3 separate regions of the Gossypium hirsutum genome follow, and all the other regions are linked to region 2. A link is a contact called in public Hi-C data. All regions are on one chromosome and are shown on one strand. The core of a region is the stretch at or near the end of the contact, and the rest is flanking DNA. Distances in the headings are between cores, read along the strand shown. Region 1 holds the start of LOC107939997 (bromodomain-containing protein 7). Region 2 holds the start of LOC107962868 (probable serine/threonine-protein kinase PIX13). Region 3 holds the start of LOC107939996 (high mobility group B protein 3).

What was found. A called contact is a pair of places that touch in the nucleus more often than the background predicts.
Region 1: a contact with region 2 is called in a Hi-C map of leaf, with 1.7 times the contacts expected there. The contact joins the promoter of LOC107939997 here to the promoter of LOC107962868 in region 2. A contact is called at or near these places in 4 of 34 Hi-C or Micro-C datasets (hypocotyl and leaf).
Region 3: a Hi-C map of leaf shows a contact between it and region 2, with 2.2 times the contacts expected there. The contact joins the promoter of LOC107939996 here to the promoter of LOC107962868 in region 2. A contact is called at or near these places in 3 of 34 Hi-C or Micro-C datasets (callus, leaf and seedling).

What each region holds. Positions count from the first base shown.
Region 1 is chrA02:33,591,643-33,594,390 of Gossypium_hirsutum_v2.1, reverse strand. It overlaps LOC107939997 (bromodomain-containing protein 7), which reads left to right and starts at 1,360. Exons shown (of 10, transcript XM_016873409.2): 1 at 1,360-2,114. The coding sequence starts at 1,695.
Region 2 is chrA02:33,041,348-33,044,123 of Gossypium_hirsutum_v2.1, reverse strand. It overlaps LOC107962868 (probable serine/threonine-protein kinase PIX13), which reads left to right and starts at 1,486. Exons shown (of 6, transcript XM_016899422.2): 1 at 1,486-1,848; 2 at 1,935-2,302. The coding sequence starts at 1,794.
Region 3 is chrA02:33,677,183-33,680,171 of Gossypium_hirsutum_v2.1, reverse strand. It overlaps LOC107939996 (high mobility group B protein 3), which reads left to right and starts at 1,727. Exons shown (of 8, transcript XM_016873406.2): 1 at 1,727-2,030; 2 at 2,117-2,166; 3 at 2,287-2,394; 4 at 2,625-2,682; 5 at 2,782-2,826; 6 at 2,916-2,989. The coding sequence starts at 2,126.

The DNA.
Region 1 (2,748 bases), core at 111-2,610, 550 kb before region 2:
CTCGCCGGGTGGTTCCACCTAATTAAATAAATTTTCAGCATACAATTTTATTTTAAATCTATGGAATAATTGTAAAATCAAATAAAAATTTTACCTTGTTATGAGTGGGAATGTATATGGGTGGTTCACTCGAGGACGTAAGAATGGAAAGCGAAATTGAGCCCATGACTGTAGTAGTGATAGACAACCTCCAATTTTTGCTTTATTTGGTGGCGTCGCCCCGTACATCTCTCGGTACAATGTTGCCAACACAACAGACCCCTAACTAAGTTCGCCAGCTACTCTAAAATCGTAGACACCTCAAATATACAAGGTTTCGTGACAAGTCTGGAATCAGATAACCTCCAATCATCTCAAGGATGTATGCCCGAGCATATCGTATTCTTTCTAATTTAGTCGAATCATTCTCCAGATCTGGGAATGTGTCTCGTAACCAGCTCATCTCAATCCGACCTCCGTAAAAATTATCTGGAATCGCACCCAAAAGATCGTAGCATATGACTCCCCAGTCAGCAGATTGAATGGACCTGGTGAGTGCGGCCCCATCCACCGGCAATCCTAATTGTATTTGGACGTCCTCCAAAGTGATAGTACACTCTCCGCATGGAAGATGGAATGTATGCGTCTCTGGCATCCACCTCTCTATTAATGCGTTGATGAGTTTCGGGTCCAACTTGCACCTTTGGCCTATAATGGCCGCGTGCTAAAAACCCACTTCCCTCAAGTAATTTTCTATCAACGGTGATGGCTGACCAGACATGTTATGAATATAATATTGTAACACCCGATCTACAGGCTGTTATAAAAAATTATAAAATAAAAATTAATTAAAATTACATAAATGAAAAAATATTAAATAATATTCACAAATTAAAATAAACTGTTACCATTTTCATTTGTTCGACGGAGATATGTTTATAATCGAGACGAATTAATTCTCTGACTATTGCTAACACGATCAAATATTTTTGAAATTATAAAAAAAATACTAATTTAGGAAAAAATAAAAGTAAATAACTAGTTACAAAGAGCTTTGAGAAATTTAATAAGAAATTTGAGAGCTTTAGGGAGAAATTGTAGATAATTTTTGCTAAATTATTAAGAAATTTTGTGAGAAAATAATAAGAGAGGAGGGGGTTTTTATAATTTTTGTTTTACCGTTAGAACTCCCAACGGTCAAAAAAATTTAATCGTTGGGGTTGAAAATTTGCCAGCAAAGCGCGCCCCCAAGGGAGTGTTTTGCTGACGTGGCAAAAAACGCTCCCTTGGGGATGCGCTTTGCTGGCACTTTCTCCCTTAAACGCGGCCACGTAGGTGTGTTTTGCCAAAAATAGTCATTTTCGGTAATAATGTTGTAATCGGCTATTTTCATAAATTTACTTAGAAATAGGCCTTTTTAGGTGATTTAGTGAAAGATTAATATTATAAAAAAAGATTACAAATTTAATGTACATGCATGCAATACAGTCTAATAATAAAGACTCAAATTCGTGTCACGTGAGAGTGGGGCACATCCCATCCATTTCACGTGACTTTCCCTCCACGCCGGCATCCTATCCCAGCGATTCCACTCCCCTACTCCATCAAAGAAAAAAAAAATCAATATTTCCATTAAAAAATAACAAAAATAATAAAGGGCAAGAAAAAAAAAAGAATACAGTAATGAGATTGGAGGAGAGATAGCAGCAGAGACAATGAAGAGGAAGAAGGGAAGACCCTCCCTCTTAGAAATCCAGAAACGCTCTCTCAAACAACATCAACAGCAGCAAGCGCTTCAACAAAACCCCCCAAATGTCCTAAACACTATTTCTTCTACCAATTCCAGCCGTCGATCCGCTCGCCGGAACCCCAATCTCCACGGAGGCTCCCCAATTCCCGATTGGATTGCTGGAGGAGATGGTGATGATGATGATGATGACGATGACGAGCGCCAACAGAAGAAGCATAAGCTATTGCTCGGCCTCAATTCTTCTCGTAATCATCACCATTATCCGATTCCTTCGGCTCACAATTCGGCCTCCTGCGGTTCCGATTCGAACGCGGATGGTGGCGATCCCAAGGCATCCCTCAAGCGACGAAAAGTTACCACCCTCAGTCCAGGATCTGATCAAATGGTGATTAGTTATCCATGAATATATATAAAAAATCAAAATAGCTTTTTGTGGGTTTTTGGAAGTGATGTCTTTTGAAACAAAAACAGACAAAACAAGAACGAAAAAAAGAAAAGAAAAAGAGAGATTTTCCTATACTTTGTTTGGATATTTTTATTTATTTCCTTTTTGAAATTGAACTTTTGGATTTCGCGCGTGAATTGAATTCTTGTGATTGGATCGGAGATTATGGACATTGGACAGGTTTGACTAAGTCGTGAAATGTGCTTTTCTTTTTTCTTTTTTGGTTATTTGATATTTATCTTACTCTTTTTTTTTCTTTATTTTCGGAAAACCTGAATTTGTGTTGAAAATCTTCTTTATTTCCTAATTTTACAAATTTTATTCTTTATTATCTTGTATTTATCTGGCCTTTATTTATGTGCAGAATAAGATATGCACAGACCATCATGTCTGAAGACCCAAAAGCTTCAATTTGTCTTTTCTTTAATATTAAGAATAATTCGCTTATCAAAAACAAAAGAATAGTTCTACTTTTTTCCCCCTTTAATTTCTGCTCTCTTGTACTTAGCTTTGCTTTGTTGTAGCTTTTTAATGCTACTTTTCATCACCAATTCTTCAATGAACAAGGCAAACA
Region 2 (2,776 bases), core at 237-2,736:
TCAAAATAAAGTAAAGGATCGGAGGTTTGATGCAAATAGTTGAGCAATAAAATGAACGGATCATCTGTGCCAGGTCATGTCAATGTAATGAAATGAAAATGAAATTCATCTCAGTTGAATGAGCCAACGATAGGGCCCACTTAGAAGCATAGCACAGGGCCCATCAAGAAGCTCAAGGCATCGGGAGGAAATTGCCGTTGACTTCCTCCTCCAGTTCTTTTTTCATTAATTAATTTTCTATTGCTAGCTGTCATGATTTTTTGTTTTCACATTTGGTTAAAAGTTAAACATTATTTATTTCCCCTTCAATTTTATAAAAAAAAATTATTTTAATTTTTTATTTAATTTCTTTCTTTAAAATTGTGTTGTTTAACAAATTATTTTAAAGTAAATAAAAAAAATTAATCTTGGTTAACTTTCTTAATATGACATTCATATAGGGTGACAGTCTACATGTATTTCACAATAGTAATTAATTTATTCTTTTTAAAATTAAAAATATTAAAAATATTTTTTTAGAATTTTCATACTTTTTAAATTATTTAATAATTTTTATAATATTTTTAGATTTTTTAAAAATTTTAATTAATTATTGAGATGACATCTATGTGTATGCTAATTAAGATGTTAACTTTTCTATCTATATTGAAATAATTTGATAAATAATATTAATTTAAAAATTAAATAAAATGTTAAAATAAATTATTATGGCTTAGAAATTTTGTTTTGGTTTTTGAGTTGGAATTTTGATTTGTAAATTTGTAAGGATAAAAAGAAAATATAAAATTTATATTAATTAAAAGATAAATTTTTTATTAGGGGTGAGCAAAATTTTAATTCAAAAAATTCGATAAAAATTTTAAATTTTGAATTAAATAATTCGAGTTATTAGAGTTAATCAAGTTATTCGGATAAACTCGAATAAAAAATTAAGTTTTTCGGTTTAACTCGAATATAAATTACACAATTCGAGTTATTTGAAAATCCGAATAAGAAAAGACAAAACTACGTCGTTTTGGTAAATGTTTACTTTTTAAAAGTTAAAATTCAAAATAATTAAGTTAAAAGGCAAAACTATGTCGTTTCGTTTTGATAAATATTTACCCATTAAGTTAAAAGTCAAAATCATTATATTATTAATATAATTAAATAATCTTGTACTTCGTCTACGAGTTAAATAATTGATCCATCTAAATGTAACATTAAGTATAAATAATAAGATTTACTAACTCGACTCGATTTGACTCGAATTTTTTGACTTGATTTGATTTTATTAAAAAAATTAAAATTGAGTTCGATTGCTAAAATAGTATTTATTAACTCGATTAACTCGAAAAATTTTTACTTAATTTAATTCTACTCGATTAAATACACACCTCTATTTTTTATTTTTTATCACTCGATGATGTCTTGTTGATAAATTCTTTATTTAATTGGGGGGCGGGGGGTTTAAAAACATATTATTAAGGGTAAGCAAATTGAAGAAAAGAGTGTAAAATGGGAGGTTGAAATGAGAAATAAGTGACAGAAACAAGAGCGGGCAGGAGGATTGATTAGTATATAAAACCAAGGAAAAAGTCCAGACAAACACCAAGTCTCCATTACCCCCTTCTCCTCCACATCCCATCTACTTGGTTGCTTCGCCTCTCTTTCTTCTCTTCTTCCTCGAACCTCAAGAAAGCTTTTCTTTTTTCTTTTAAAGTCAATAATCCTTTTGTCTTGCTATATCTATTCAATCCCAAAGAAAAGATATCGAAATTGCAAAAAGAAAACAACAAGAGTTATCAGATCATATGGGGAACTGCTTTGGTACTCAAGTTGATCATCATAGCCACCCACCCACCCCAGGTACGTACAAACAAACTTGCATTGGAATTTCCGACAGCAGCAACCACCCCAACCAAACCAATTCATATGATTGAACACACATGCAGAAGATACGAAGAAGCTAAAGGACAGCAGCAAACAACATGGAGTGGTGCCACCTACAGGAAACAAAGAAAGCGGTGGCGGTGAAGGGAACGAGACAAGCAGTGGAAGAAGCAAGGAGGGCGAAGGAGGAGGAGTGCCAGCCAGTGGAAAGATTGTGAGCACCACCTTGAAAATATTCACTTTGGCAGAACTTAAGGCAGCCACCAGAAATTTCAGACCTGATACGGTGCTGGGTGAGGGAGGTTTCGGTAGAGTGTTCAAAGGTTGGGTTGATGATAAAACCTATGCTCCTTCTAAAGTCGGAGTTGGCATCGCTGTTGCCGTCAAGAAATCTAATCCCGATAGCTCTCAAGGCTTGCAAGAATGGCAGGTATTTTGCTCTTTTTTTTTTCTTTTAGTTCTTATTTCCCATTCATTCTTACAAACTTTTATCAACCATATTAATTTCATTTTAGGACTCTTATTAAGTTCATTTTTTCTTTACTTTTAGTACTTTTTTTAAAATAAATTTATTTTATTCTTAAGTTCGTGTATAATCAGAATAGTCATTATATGATTGAATGAAGAGGCGTAATTGATAATGTAAACACCGGCCAGCAGAATTATTTTGTTTTCCGAAATATACGGCGCCGTGTTATTTTATGTATACTTTTCCATGGTTTTTATAACTTGGCCTCTTTTCCCATGAGATAGTTGGAATTTTATTAATGTATGTATTCCCAGGTTCTCATTATCTACTTATTTATCAATGTTAGGTTTAGTTGGAGTATTTTTTTTTTACATGGCATAATCAATTCAACTAATAATATTTAGTCCACTCTTATAACTTATAACTTATTTTTAG
Region 3 (2,989 bases), core at 478-2,977, 640 kb before region 2:
TTGGTGGTGTTCATTGATAATATTTTAGTGTATTCGAGGTCTAAGGATGATAATGATAGACATCTTCGAGTTGTTCTATAGATTCTCTGAGAAAAGAAGTTATCTGTAAAGTTGAGTAAACGTGATTTCTAGTTGTCAAAAGTGATTTTTCTTGGTCATCTTATTTTGAGGTTGGTGTTAAAGTTAACCTTAAGAAGATAGAAGCTATCCTGGAGTGGAAAGAACCTAAGAATGTTATCGAGGTTAATAGTTTCTTGGGTTTTAGCTGGATTTTATTGTCACTTTGTTAAGGGTTTTTCCATGATTTCCATTCCGTTGAAGAAATTGTTGTAAAGAGGTAACCATTTGAGTGGAATGAGAAGCATCAGGAGAGTTTCGAGTAATTAAAGGTTATTTTAACAAAGGCTCTTGTTTTGAATCAACCAGAATTAAGGGAAAGACTATTATTTACGATGATGCTTCATATACTGGTTTAGGATGTATAATGATGCAAGAGGGGAAGGTAGTGACATATGCTACAAGGCAATTGAAAAATCATGAGCGAAACTATCTAACTCATGATTTAGAGTTGGTGATGGTAGTATTTGCATTAATGATATGACGACACCATCTGTATTGTAAGAAGTTTTATATATACATTAATTACAAGAGTCCTAAATATCTCTTAACTCAGAATAAGTTGAACTTGAGATAGTGAAGATGGATTGAACTATTAAAGGATTATGATTATATTATTGATTATTATCTGGGCAAGACAAATGGTGGTGTTGATGCTTTGAGTAAGAAGTTATTGGTAGACTTGAGAGCTGTGTTTGCTCGGTTATAGTTGGTGGATGATGGTGGTCTTTTGGCTGAATTGCAAGTTAAGCAAATTAGAAGTTGTTAGCAAATTAGAGATAAACAATTGGTTGATGTGAAGTTGTTAGCAATGAGAAGGTAATTTGAGGAAAATAGAGCTAATGACTGTGATATCGATATAATGATGGTCGTTTGATGTTCTAAAAGAGGATTTATGTGACTAGTGATGAGGAGTTGAAGCATGAGATACTTCAAGAGGCTCCCAGTAGTTTCTATGCCATACATCCTGGAGATAACAAGATGTGCCATAATTTGAAAGGTTTGTATTGGTGGTTCGATATGAAAAGGAAGGTTATTGAGTATGTTGCAAAATATTTGACTTGTCAACAAGTCACAATTGAGCATTAGTTTCTATTGAGTTTACTTTAGTTGACTGCAATACCAAATACGATGATTTTTTTGATTAGGCTGCCTTTGACTTTGAAGAAAAGAGAAACAATTTAACTAATATTAGTGTGAAATATTTTCACATCGCTATGACAATGCGACTACCATGAAATAGCGACAGGTATACCACTATAGTGCTGCTTTTCGAAACCATTCTTTGCACTGCCCAACAAGTCAATCACAAGCATTGAAAGAAGAAGGAATTCAAAGATTCCTAGCTTACAACCCTAGTAACAGTAAACGTAGCCTTACGATTCTATTAAAAGATTATGTAGATGAGTATAAGTTTTGTTTTTAATCTTGGATGAATAGAGTAATTTGAGTGGCGGTGTGGCGTAAAGTTGAGCTGAAAATGGACTTGGGGAGCCATTTTAAGGTCCATGTATGAGGCCCTGAAATAAATGGATTGGGCTAGAATCAGGGGAAGGGCCCATTAAATCACGAATCAGGTGAGAGAGAGAAGAAGCACAGAGGAAGCACAACAAAAGAAAGAGGTGAGAATCTGGAAAGCCAAAAAGATTAGGAGTGACACAGCCAATAACATAAAAGCACACAGATCGATGACGTGGCATGAAAATTCCCAATCCCGCCTAAACCCCCTCAATTCTCATTTCGCGTGCAATTGAATTTCAATTTGCCCAAAACTTAATATCTCCGCTTTCGAGATTCGGCCTCTCAACTCAACCCTCCTCTATTCTCAATACATCTCTATTTCTATCGCACTTTTATTCCCCAATTCCTCTCTCCCTCTCTCATCCGTAACTCTAACCCTAGCCCTCTATCAGGTATTTCCCCATCGATTTTTATCGAATTTCCACTTCTTTCTATCGATTTCATCTGCTTTTTCACTCATCTGCGATTTCATTTGCAGGATTCAAACATGAAAGGAGGTAAATCCAAGTCGGATGCCAAGAGCGCCAAGTAAGCTTTTCTCCTTTCGGCTCTTCAGATCGCGTGTTCTAGGACCTCAGATCGTGATGTGTATTAACGTTTCCTATTATTTGACTTATATTTTTTTTAAATTTTTTGGTTCGTTTGTAGGCTCTCCGTGAATAAGAAATCAATCACGAAAGCTGGAAAGAAATCGGGGAAGGCAGCTAAGGATCCAAACAAGCCAAAGAGGCCTGCTAGCGCCTTCTTCGTTTTCATGTAATCATTCATGAATCTCTCCTGTATTTGTCGGTTTTCTTTAAATTTTTTGGTTTGTTCCGTTTGCTTCGTGGAAAACTCTGGCGTTTATATTCTTCGTAAAAACCACAATCGAAGAGGTGAATTGAACGATTCTTCTTATTGTCAAAGCAAAGTTGATCTTCGAGGATGAGATTACTATTTACATTCATATTTCATCTAATTTGTTAATGTTGATTTCGTGATAAAAGGGAGGAGTTCCGCGAGCAATACAAGAAGGAGCACCCTAAAAACAAGTCCGTTGCTGCTGTAAGTATGACCATTTTCTTTTTTGGATTTTCTTACAGGTTTCTTTCCTTTTTATTTATTTATTTATTTTCTTAATTTCTCTTTTGGATTCAAATTCAGGTTGGCAAAGCTGGTGGAGATAAATGGAAGAGCCTTTCTGAAGCTGTAAGTATTTTTCTATGTTCAGTACTGAAAATAATCTTCAACATACATGCAAATGTGCATCATGATTAATGTAAAATAAATGATTTTAGGAAAAGCGACCTTATGTTGATAAGGCAGAGAAACGAAAGGTCGAGTATGAAAAGAACATGAAAGCCTACAATAA